2 separate regions of the Muntiacus reevesi genome follow, and region 2 is linked to region 1. The links are chromatin contacts, called in public Hi-C maps. All regions are on one chromosome and are shown on one strand. Each heading gives the region's core, a stretch centred on a gene start, on an enhancer-like site or on the middle of the called end of the contact. The rest is flanking DNA. Distances are from core to core; before and after follow the strand shown.

The links. A called contact is a pair of places that touch in the nucleus more often than the background predicts.
Region 2: a Hi-C map of muscle shows a contact between it and region 1, with 3 times the contacts expected there. The contact joins the promoter of AVL9 here to the promoter of LOC136171161 in region 1. A contact is called at or near these places in 2 of 3 Hi-C or Micro-C datasets (blood and muscle).

The regions. Positions count from the first base shown.
Region 1 is chr6:60,569,133-60,575,259 of mMunRee1.1, reverse strand. It overlaps LOC136171161 (retinitis pigmentosa 9 protein-like), which reads right to left and starts at 3,036. Exons shown (of 6, transcript XR_010663767.1): 1 at 2,250-3,036; 2 at 1,901-2,041.
Region 2 is chr6:60,713,933-60,720,059 of mMunRee1.1, reverse strand. It overlaps AVL9 (AVL9 cell migration associated), which reads left to right and starts at 2,180. Exons shown (of 16, transcript XM_065938657.1): 1 at 2,180-2,522. The coding sequence starts at 2,430.

The DNA of each region.
Region 1 (6,127 bases), core at 1,787-4,286:
AAAGCTCAACATTCAGAGAAATAAGATCATGGCATCTGGTCCCATCACTTCATGGCAAATAGATGGAGAAACAGTGGAAATAGTGGCAGATTTTATTTTTGGGGGCCCCAAAATCACTGCAGATGGTGACTGCAGTCATGAAATTAAGAGAAGCTTACTCCTAATGACCAACCTAGCAGCATATAAAAAGCAGAGACATTACTTTGCCAACAAAGGTCCATCTGGTCAAAGCTATGGTTTTCCCAATAGTCATATACAGATGTGAGAGTTGGACTATATAAAGAAAGCTGAGTGCTAAAAAATTGATGCATTTGAACTGTGGTGTTGAAGAAGACTCTTGAGAGTCCCTTGGACTGCAAGGAGATCCAGCCAGTCCATCCTAAAGGAGATCAGTCCTGAATATTCATTGGAAGGATTGATGCTGAAGCTGAAACCCCAATACTTTGGCCACCTGATGCAAAGAGCTGACTCATTTGAAAAGACCCTGATGCTGGGAAAGATTGAAGGCAGGAGGAGAAGGGGACGACAGAGGATGAGATGGTTGGATGGCACTACCAACTCAATGGACATGAGTTTGAGTAAACTCCAGGAGTTGGTGATGGACAGAGAGGCCTGGTGTGTTGCAGTCCATGAGGTTGCAAAGGGTCGGACACAACTGAGTGACTGAACTGAACTGACTGAATAGTATATGAAGCAAATGAAAAATTGAGGCTATTACTACTCAAAAGACAATAGTTATACTAGAAAACAAAAAATCACACCGTCTGACTCAAAAGCTAGCAGCACTGCATAATTATAACAATGTTAGTACTCACATTGATTAGGGAAGTTGTTATATCATAATGGAACTCAACTGGAAGGATGGAAACAAAAAGGGCAAATAGGAGAACTAAATCTTTACAAGAAGTTAATAATGTCTAAAAGTGTTGAATGAACAAAAGCAGTATAAGCATACAATTTAGAAATGTGCAGTTAAATCCAAGAAGTGAAACCTAAAAGAGTTTGCACATGGAAGTCTTGGCCCTATTAGGAGAGAACTGGGGGTAGACGGTTGTGGAGGGAACTATGGGGTTGAATGAGGAGCGTGGTAACCCACCACTATTTTTTTGTAGGATTTTTAGTAAATACTATTAATATTTGAGTTTTTAAGATATATACAAGTATTACTCTGATATAAATTAAACTTTATGAAAATCAAACACAACTCTGAATTAGAAAAAGCAAACATGTTTGTAGCCTAGCCAGTTTTAAACCTGTGAAACTGGAAAAATCCCATTGGTCTGAGAACTGAGGACACCTCAATTCTGCTCTAGCGTTGTTGGCTAAACAGGTCAGTGACTTAACCACTGAGCCTCCATTTTCTCACCTATAAAATGTTATCATCTTTCTCCTGTCGGTGAAAAAGTTCTGTGAGCTTCAAAATAAACATATAGAGTATTAACCACCATCTGGCATCCTATAGTTAAAGATACTGAGCGCTGAGTGGGCCTAAGTCCTGCCTGAGTCCAGGGTGTCCAGAAGGAGCCAGGACTGTGGATGCTAGCAGTATAGCTCCTGTAGCCACAACCATTGTTCACTGAGGCAAAATTCAGCTCAAGAGCCACAGTGAAAAGTACAGGTCAGGCTTCAAGGAGGCATGCATTTTGTATCAAAGCTCCCAGAGGGGAAGGAGAAAGATTAACCCTTTGAGGACCTTTCCTGACATGTCTATCTCAGCAATCATGAGAAAGTCGGCAGTGAGAAGTGCCTGTAACAAACAATTCAAATAACTAACTGAAAACCAAACTGAGAAAAGTTCCACTTATGAAGTTGATTACAGGATAACAGAAACACGGAAAAGAAAGGGTCGTTAATCCAACTTTCCCACCTGATGTTTATTTAAATCTCCTTTACAACCCACCCTTCTCTCAGTGGTCATCTGGACTCTCCTCCATCCCTCGGAAGCTGGGGGAGCACACTGCCTCCCAAGTCAGGCTGACACGGGTCCTAAATTCTTCTTCTTGCGCTGGAACTGGCCTCCTAGTAGCTTTCACCCTTAACCCTGGTAAAAAATCCTAAGGACCAGAGAGAACAAGTCTACGCGCTCGTCTACGTGACAGCTCCTTCCGAGTAGTTAGGAGCCAGGCCCTCACCCCAGTTGACTTCTCTTCGTCACCGCACGAACGTAACGGGACTGGGCTTTCTCTTCCCTTATTAACAGCAGATGAAAAGGATGGGGATTTTAACCCGTTCACAGCGCGCCCCCTGACCTGAGAGCGGGAAAGACCAGGGCGCTCAGCCGCACTTCTGGGTTCAGTCCCGGAGTCCCGACCAAGCGCCGCCGCCGCCGCACGAGGACTAAAACCGCCGCTTCCTGCGGGGGAAGCGCCCGCCGCCGCCGCTCGGGGCCGGGACGAGGCTCGGGGGAGGAGCCTCCCTCCCTCCCGCCAGCCGCTGGGAGTCTAGGGTCCCGCCGCCGGGATCAAAACCGGCTTTGCGGGGCCGCGAAGACAGCGCTTCCTCCCTGCCGCGACCGCCGGGCCTCGCAGCGCCCCCTCCTGCCGCCTCCCCGCGCCCGGTTTCTTCGCCGAGGCCGCCGGTCCCCAGCCTCCCGACGAGCCGGTAGGACTGCCTCCGGGCGACGCAGCCTTAAGTCCGCACGCGGAGCGCCAAAACCCGGCGGTGGGGTCAGCGGGTGCCGCAGGCCGGAGCGCGCCCCCTGGCGACGGCCGGGAGCCCCGGCGCTGAGGATGCTGCGGAGGGAGCTTGAACTCCCACTTGGATCTCTGGAAGCATTTCTCCTGAAGCCTTCAGGGATGTAAGCTGTCAGTTGCATTGAAGCCACCAAGCTAAGAAGAAGCCCAAACTGACAATTGGGAAGATTGATGCCAGGAGGAGAAGGGGACGGTAAAGGATGAGACGGTTGGATGGCATCACTGACGCGATGGACATGAGTTTGAGTAGGCCCCGGGAGTTGGTGATGGACAGGGAAGCCTGGCGTGCTGCAACCCATGGGGTTGCAAAGAATCGGACACGACTGAGAGACTGAACTGAACAAGTGGGGAGAGATCACGTAAAGAGGCCCTAAGACTCAATAAAAAATGGGATGTCAGGTCAGACCCCACTGGTGCATGCCAGGGATAAATCTTAAGTGGCTCACAGCAACCAAGCTAGACCAGAACTGTTTTCCCCATCTCGGGGAGGCTTTGTTGCCGGCCAGTTATGTGCCTAAAGTAAAAGAAAAGAAAATGGAAGAAGGAAAAAAGAAAGAGAAAAGACAACAAACAGTATTTAAACCCAACAGGTGACCTTATAGCATGCAAGCAAATAATCTGAAAACGTTAGTATATACTTCTATGCAGAAAGCAATTGCGTTGGATTTTTCTCACTTGCAATTGAAAAAAGTCAATTCAAAGTCAGTTTGCCTAACACAATGATTTGATTTCTCAGCAAGAAGATCTGGAGATTGATAATTACATTTTAGCAAGTATTAGTAAAAATTCTTTTGAAAACAACAGTGGACCAAAATCCAAATAAAAGAAAAATTTTTTTTTCTTCTTTCAGCAATAGCTCCCTACATGTGGGATCTTAACTCCCTGACCAGGGATGGAAACTGTGCCTCCTGCACTGGAAACTTTGAGTCTTGACCATTGGACTACCAGGGAAGTCCCCAAATGAAACTGTTCTAAGAAAATAAAATTCAGGAATTTATTGACTTACATATGTGAAATGTCATAGGATAAAACTTCAGGAATGGCTGGATCTAGGTGCTAAGATGTTATAGTTAGCAGGTTCTCTCTCAGCTTTACTTTCCTTTGTATTACTTCGTTCTTTGCAATTTCTCCCATGTGGGGAAAAAGATGGCCACTGGAAGCCAAAGATGGCCAACAAATTAGCGGTCCTAGCTGAAAGAAACTTTCCCTTTCTCAGTTTCAGTAAGAATTCCATGTATTATACTCATTGCCTTAGCAATTCTTTATTACCCAGGGCCATCTCTCACATTCAGCCCCATTTTCTGATTATTTTGATAAACTCAGTATAAGAGCATCTAGTAAGCATGAGACAAACGGGAGGGAATTCTTATCCTGGTGGTTATGATTCTGAATCATTATTGTGTCCTGTCATCCTTTGTTTATGCTTATACTTGGATGGGTGTGCAGGTACAGTTCCTTTCCAGAAATAGAGAGTAAAGTGATTATTACCCAACTGTGAACACACATGGAGTCACCCTTCAGTTTGTACCAGGGCACCTAGCCCAGTGAGTGAGCGATGCTTTCTTTATTGTCCCTCCCTGTTCCATTCTCAGCTTCAGTCTTTTCTACCCCTCTGCTTCATCCTAAGATGGCAGATTCACTCTCAAGGCCAACAAGAGGGTCTTGGTGTTTGTCTAATTGTAAAGGGGTGGCTGCAGCTAGTCCTGACTGTGTTACTGGATAGGTTTGAAGCCTTATTATTCCCCCCCCCACACACTAAATGTTTGTTTATTTCTGGCTGTGCTGGGTCTTCATTGGTGCTTGGACTTTTCTCTAGTTGTGGTGAGTGGGGACTACTCTCTTGTTGTGGTGCACGAGCTTCTCACAGTGGTGGCTTCTCCTGCAAAGCACAGGCTCTAGGGTGATCAGGCTTCAGTAGCTGCAGCACGTGGACCCAGTGATGGTGTATGGGCTTTAGATGCCACATTGCATATGGAATCTTCCCGGACCAGGGATCGAACCTGTATCCCCCCGCACTGACAGGTGTATTTTTAACCACTGGACCACCAGGCAAGTCCTATTTCTAATCATTTCAACTGGCATTCTATCTAGTCACCAATAGGACTGGAGGGAAAATTGCAGACAACGTGTTTTCTTTGATGCTTGGAAGGGAAGAGGGAGACAGCTAACATAATTAGCAATCTGTGGCAAAAAACTGGTTGACAAACCAATTGCCATTCCCCCTTCATTTCTTTGATCACACCACTCTGGTTTTGTACAAGAAGTTTAGGTGGCCATCTACTTCAGTGGAGGCCCTTTCCCTCCTCTCTGGAAATGAATCTTAATTAGTCTTAAACCAATCATAATAATGCAATTTCTCTTCCACTGATAGATTAGCAATGGGCATGGGATGCAATTTCAGTCAATGAGGCAGGATGGGAGGGCTGTAGGAGGGAGGGTTTCTGGAAATGCTGTCCTTGCTCTTAATAAATGATACTTGGAAAGATAAAAAGTCCCCTTTCTGCCTCAGGATGGTGTTCTATGTAGGTGGTATCTGGATCTAGGGCAGGCATCTTATAATTACAAGGGGTAGCAGCAAACCCCCTGAGGAGGAAAGGAAAAGAAGTCACCAGAGCACCCGAGGTTGTTCTAGAGACACTTCATTAACCACTCCTGGAGCTGCTTCCCATCCAGACCTCCTCTTCTGAGAGTTAGTATGTATGGGTTAAGTGATTTTTGAGTTGTTTTCTATTATTCATAAATAAATGTTATTCCTTACATTTCCATATTACTTTGCAGATTTCCACCCCTCCTAAACTGCTTCACTTGATCCTCACAGAAACTCTCTGGAGACAGGCAAGACATCTTACAAATAAGGAAAGTGATGCTCAGAGAATAGGGGGATGGGTGGCCCTACAAGCAGGTCGGACTGATTTCTAGTCCAGGATTTTTCATCAAACCACATGGCAACTCCAGGTGTGTTGTCCAATACTGAAGGTGGGAGAATTTCTTGGAAAATCCTGGGAAGGGAGAAAAGACACTGCTACTTCACATTTGCTTCACGTCAGTTCAGATGAATACTGGCCTCTTTATCCCTGGTTCAGTATGTACCAAGCTAAAGTTAATAGCTTACATAGCTTAGCCTCCAGGGTTTACTGCTTTTGGAAGATCTGATTCATGCATGAATCCTTCTTTATTTCAGGCTCAATGAAAAGTGGAATTCTTTCTTTAGTGCCTAGTTTTACTTGCCAGATTATGTTTGTAATTTTCCCACTAACTTCTTATATGGAGCTAGATTGAAAGAACCTTTGAAGCTCCAACACTCTGGCCGCCTGATGCGAAGAGCTGGCTCATTGGAAAAGACCCTGATGCTGGGAAAGATTGAGGGCCGGAGAAGGGGACGACAGAGGACGAGATCGTTGGATGGTATCACTGACTCAATAGACATGAGTTTG
Region 2 (6,127 bases), core at 931-3,430, 150 kb before region 1:
AATTCCCTTGCTTACTTTCTCTCCCAGTTTTCCCTCTGACATATCTTCTTTGTTTACAGTATTATTTTAAATGACATATTTTTTAAGCATTTAAGCAAATAATGGTTATGAAGAAATGATTTCATCTTAGTTGGAGACCCTAGCATGCAAAATATAACAGATTTGGGGGGTATGGCTATGCTGGGCCTTATCTGTGGCACTTGAGATCTTTAGACGTGCCATACTGTGGCATGTGGGATCTAGTTCCCTGTGAAGTGAAGTCGCTCAGTTGTGTCCGACTCTTTCCACCCCATGAACTGTAGCCTACCAGGATCCTCAGTCCATGGGATTTTCCAGGCAAAAATACTGGAGTGGGCCCTGACCAGGATCAAACCCGGGCCCTCTGCATTGAGTCACTGGGCCACCAGGAAAGTTCTGATACAGATTTTATATTGCTATCACTGGGGTCTCCTACACAACAAAGTAAAGAGTTGGCATTCACTACACAGAGTTCTAAGATGCCCTGACCTTTCATCCTTTTAAAAAAAATGTTCAATTTCACTTCAATTTTAGCTAGGCTAATTGTGGAAAATGTCAAAGCAGATGGGAGAAAACAGTAACATATATATTCTGTATACAGGGAATGTTATAGTTTCACACACAGTTCTGAGTCAGTGCCAAAAATTTTGTAATACAGAAAAGAAATAGTAGCAACAACTTGAAGTTTTTCCACAGTATTATTAGCATTAAAACAATTCTACTGAATCACAGAAAGTATGTTCTATTAATAAGAAGAAAATGGAAATGAAAGTCACTCAGTCCTGTCCAACTCTTTGGAGACCTCACCAACTTTAATTATCTTCAAGGCTTCTCTATCCATGGAATTCTCCAGACAAGAATACCGGAGTGGGTAGCCATTCCCTTCTTCAGTGTGTGGTCCCTACCCAGGGATTGAACCCAGGTCTTCTGCATTGCAGGCAGATTCTTTACCATCTGAGCCACCATTATAGTTTTTCCCAGCCATGCTTAGATTAGAATGCAGGTCCTTAAATTTTAAGGCCAGAGTGGAAAACATCAACTATTAAGGTTGTCTAAACTAAGAGATGGGCAACTTGTAATGATAAACTTCACAACTAGTTATTGCAATAATTATGAATGCTATTTGAAGCAGGCACCTACCCTCAAACTGCCCTGGACAAGACTTGTTAAATCTGCTATTATTTCCACTATTCACTTTAAATTGATGTGAAATGAGATTCAGTTTCTTTTTTAATTCAACTAGTACAATCAGTAAGGAAATAAAAACCTCTGATGATAACTCCATGTATTTTGTGCTGATCAGAGCACTAAACCCAGATGATAGAATGAAAAAAAAATTTTTTTTTAAATAGCAGGACTAAATTGGCCTTTCCTGGTGGCTCAGACAGTTAAGAATCTGCCTGCAATGCCGGAGACCTGGGTTCAATCCCTGGGTCGGGAAGATCACCCAGAGAAGGGAATGTCTACCCACTCCAGTATTCTTGCCTGGATAATTTCATGAACAGAGGAGCCTGGCAGGCTACAGTCTGTGGGGTCGCAAAGAGTCTGACACGACTGAGCAACCAACACTTTCACAACAAAGCAAAAAATAAAATATCAGGACTAGAATAATCATTTTTACAGGTCTCCCTGTAAATTTAATTTACTTTCAAGGATATTCTGCATGAGGCCTTAAAACGCTTCCAAACTCCTATACATAATATTTCAATAAGGAAAAAACACAGAACGAAGCAAAAGAGAAACTCTGGGTAAGCAAGTAACTTAAAGGTTGAATACACAGATGTAGAGCCGCACCAATATGTCTCCATGTTATCAAAATTTAAGAATAAAAGGCAGAGACTCCAGGTCAGAGAGGCGAAGGGAAGGAGGTGGAAGAATTGGATACACGGAAAATGAAGGGGAAAAAAGGCAGGAAAAAACTGACGGAAGAGATGGGTAGGGGAGAAGATTTTAAGGAGGAAGAGGCAAGGACAGAGGAGGAAGGGGGAGAAGGTCGCACAGAGAGTGGGTGAACTGGGGACAGGTGTGCCCAGCGGCCCCACCAGGCCCCGCCCTCGGCCACGCCCACCCGGCGCCCCCGCCCCGCTCCCCAGGCCCCGCCCCACCACCAGGCCCAGCCCCCTCAGGTCCCTCCCGATCCTGCCCGTCCCGCCTCGCCCGCGGCGGCCCCTGCATCAGGTGACAGCCCGGAAACAGCGGAAGCGGATGAGGGAAGCGCGGCCGCGGCCCGGGAGGGCGGTGCAGAGCTGCAGGATCCTCGGCCTCCTCCCGGCCCCCGCGCGGCTCTCATGCGGCTCCCTCGCTGACACCTGAAATCCACCTCTCGCTGTCCTCCTGGGGATCGCGGGGTCGCCGAGCTTGCCGCCCTTGGCGGTTGAAGTCATCGTTGTGCGGGCCCGCGGAGGTCGTCCATGGAGAAGATCAGGCGGGGCGGCGATGGCCCCCCACGGGGGCCGGTCCTGCACATCGTGGTGGTCGGCTTTCATCACAAGAAGGGCTGCCAGGTGAGAAAGGGGCCCGTGCCCGCCCCCTGCCGTTCTGGCTTTCGCGCGCCGCCGACACCCACGCGGTTTCGCTCGGCTCGGACCACCCTCCAGGCCCTCTCCGCCCCTGAACTTGACTCCTCTCTCCTGATCCTCGCACTCACCCTCACCCTACCTGAAGCCCACCCCGCACACTCCCTGTTTTCTCCTCCCCCTGAAAATTGTATCTTGAACAGCGGAGGAGCTATGTGTCGGTATGTTGGGGTTAGCAGATATTTAGGTTCTTCCGTGGAGTCAGAGGAAGGAATCGATGGTCGGCCCACTCTCTTCCTCATCCATCTCTGTCTCCGTTGACTTTCTGGTTGTCTGCTTTTAGTGGGATTCCCTTAGAAAAAAAAAAATCAGCACTTGGGCTGCGTTTTCAAGGTAATGAGCTCTGGGCTTCCGCACGAGTACCTTAGGATGGTCGAAGCACATGCGGCACCGTGGGAAAATCAACTTCCTTTGTTTATCTGTGAAAGCCCTGGAACCCCTGTTAGGCTGATGTACTGACTCCGCCCCCCTTCCCATTCGGCCTTCGAGTTCCTATTTAGTCTTGCCCAGATCTTGCCTTTTGGTGAGAGATAGACTCTCCAGCTCAATTGCAGTGAGGGGAAGTGTTATTTACCGAGCAAAGAAACGTGCAAATATTAAGTCATTTTTGAGCTTCTTCACTGAAATGGTGAACGGGAACAATAGGACATCTGCAATCTATGTATCGAAGGCAGAGGAACAAAGGTAGAGGATTATTTAATGAGTGCAGACACTGGAAGGCAATGATGTCATAATGTGCTAGTGAACAGTAAATTGAAATGCTTAAAGTATTAAAAATGCTGATTGCTACCGCTAGGTAATGTAGCATTTCAAAGAAAATGTAATATTTTAGAAGACTGATTGGCAAAATTTCAGTTCATTAGAGGATAATGACAGAAAAGTGATGGAGTGAAGGTAGTTGTATATGTATGTGTTTTAAAGACAGCTTCACTTAAAAATATATTCCTTGTCCCTCAAGTAAAAATGACATAGAAAGTTACCAAGGAGGAAGTGACATTGTTCAGGGTGGTATTAGAAAATTCCAAGTAACAGCAGTGGAATGTATACGTTTTTTAAATGTGGCCTTATATTTGGAGGTAAGAAAATAAGTATTTGAGATAATTGTACTATGGCATGTAAGTAGTGCCTTTGTGCTCAGTTGTGTCTGACTCTTTTCGACCCGTGGACTGTAGCCCCGCCAGGCTTCTCTGTCCATGGGATGCTCTAGGCAAAAATAACTGGAGTGGGTTGCCATTTCCTCCCCAAGGGATCTTCCCGACCCAGGGGTAGAATCCACGTCTCCTGCATGGCAGGCGAGTTCTTTACCACTGGGCCACCTAGGAAGCCTGTAAGCAGTGTTCATCATCCTTAGACTTTTAATACTTTAAAACTTCATCTAGTTGTATGACAATAGCAAAGAGATGAAGTTTTAAAGTATTAAAAATCTAAGCATGATGAACACTGCTTACCTCAGAGATGGGTGAAACAACTGAAGCTTGGAGGAAGTAACTGATCTTGCCAAGGTTATGCTGGAATCAGAATTGCCTTGGCACCATGCGTGTTCATTCCGCTGAGCCACGTGGTGTGAAGGAGTCATCTATGAAAAAGTAAGGAGTGGGTCCTGTTCACAACCAAACGAAATTTTTAATGACAAAAAAGAAGGAAAGGTAGGGAATAGAATAGAATAGAATAAAATCTTTTAATCATTGCTGTCATCTAAAGTCAAGATTAATTATTATGTGTTCTTCCTGTTTTGTTGGTAGGAGTAATATAATTTATGTTTCCAGTAAGGAAAAATGATTTATCGTATGAAAAATATATGCTGCTTAGGGATTAAAGAACACTAAACAACAGCTTGTAAGATGAAGCAGAACTCTGCAGCAACCTGGATGCCATGATCTTTCTCTGACTTTTGTGTTCAGTCCTGCGATTGATTGTTTTGTGTGTTTTGGTTTTTTTGGCCGCGCTGCTTGGCTTGCAGGATCTTAGTTCTCCAACCAGGATTGGAACCTAGGCCCCAGCAGTGAAAGCACCAAGTCCTAACCACTAGGCCACCAGGGAATTCCCTAAAGTGAGAATTTATAGCCAAGCAGCAAAGTGGGGGCCAGTGGCTGGAAACTTACTACATCAGGGTTAAGAGGGGGTTTCTAGCTAAAACCACCTAACAGGATACTTGATAAAAGTAGGCAAGGCAGAGATGCACCTGGAAGCCCAAAGTCAGAGCCTCATTGGGAAGAGAGTTCAGAGGAGCCTGACCTAGTTTGGTTAAGGAGAGCCTCATTGTCAGCATTGACATTGAAGCCCAGATGTCCCTAGTCTTTATAACTGCATCTGTTTTAGTAGTACTTTTAGGTTGTAGGCTTTTCGTAGAATGGAAAAATACATGCCTTGTATATTACAAAAATATTTTGTTAATCTGCATGATGCCTCATGGAGACAAAAGCAATTATTTTTTAATACACACACTTGCTGAGTGTTTGCTTACCTGGGGTCCTGATAGAATTGAAGAGAATGCAAAGGGTTCTGCCACAATGCAGTGAAAGATGCATTGTTATTTTCTTATTGCTTACTGAAAACAGCTTTTTAAAAAGTATACTTAAATATAATGGTGGAAATCGAAGAGCTAAGAACCTGGTTTTGCAAATGAAACAATTTTTTACAATTTGTCAAAGTCAAAATGCAGTGAGTAGAAAGAACTAGTGCATATTCTATAGTTTTTACTTGTAATAGAACTATTACTATTTCTCACAAAAGTTTTAACTCACTAGTAATCTGTTTCTTTTTTTTTTTCCTATTGCTCCTCTAATGGAAGTTGGGTGGAGAAATGACACTATGATTTCTAGGCTCTAAAGAGAGTTAAAACTGTGTGAGTTAATGATCTGAAAAACTTCTAAAACCGTCTGTGGTGGTAGTCAGGTGGTGCCTGCTGCTGCTGCTAAGTCGCTTCAGTCGTGTCCGACCCTGTGCGACCCCATAGACAGCAGCCCACCAGGCTCCTCCGTCCCTGGGATACTCTGGGCAAGAACACTGGAGTGGGTTGCCATTTCCTTCTCCAATGCATGAAAGTGAAAAGTGAAAGGGAAGTCGCTCAGTCGTGTCCGACTCTTAGCGACCCCATGGACTGCAGCCTACCAGGCTCCTCCATCCATGGGATTTTCCAGGCAAGAGTACTGGAGTGGGGTGCCATTCCAGGGGCTGCTAAATAGCCACTCTGCTCAGACAGCAGAGCAAATGAATGAAAAGGCTCTCACACTGAGTTGGTTGATAAAACTGACAGATCAATGCAGTTAAAAATAATTAAACTTTTGCTGGAGACATAACTTAGTTAAATTTATGGAAGTTCATCCAGCTGGAATAGGATGTTCAGTTGATGTATAATAGTATAGGAAAAGATGGGAAAATAGTTTGTTCAACTATATTTCTAATTTTTGATTGCCCTACTTTCCTCCCTTTTTTGTCTTAGTTTTTTATAAAATATCAAGAAAGTGTACTAGAAATCCCAATATAAGTCATACTGGGTTTTCCAGGTGGCGAAGTGATAAAGAATCTACCTG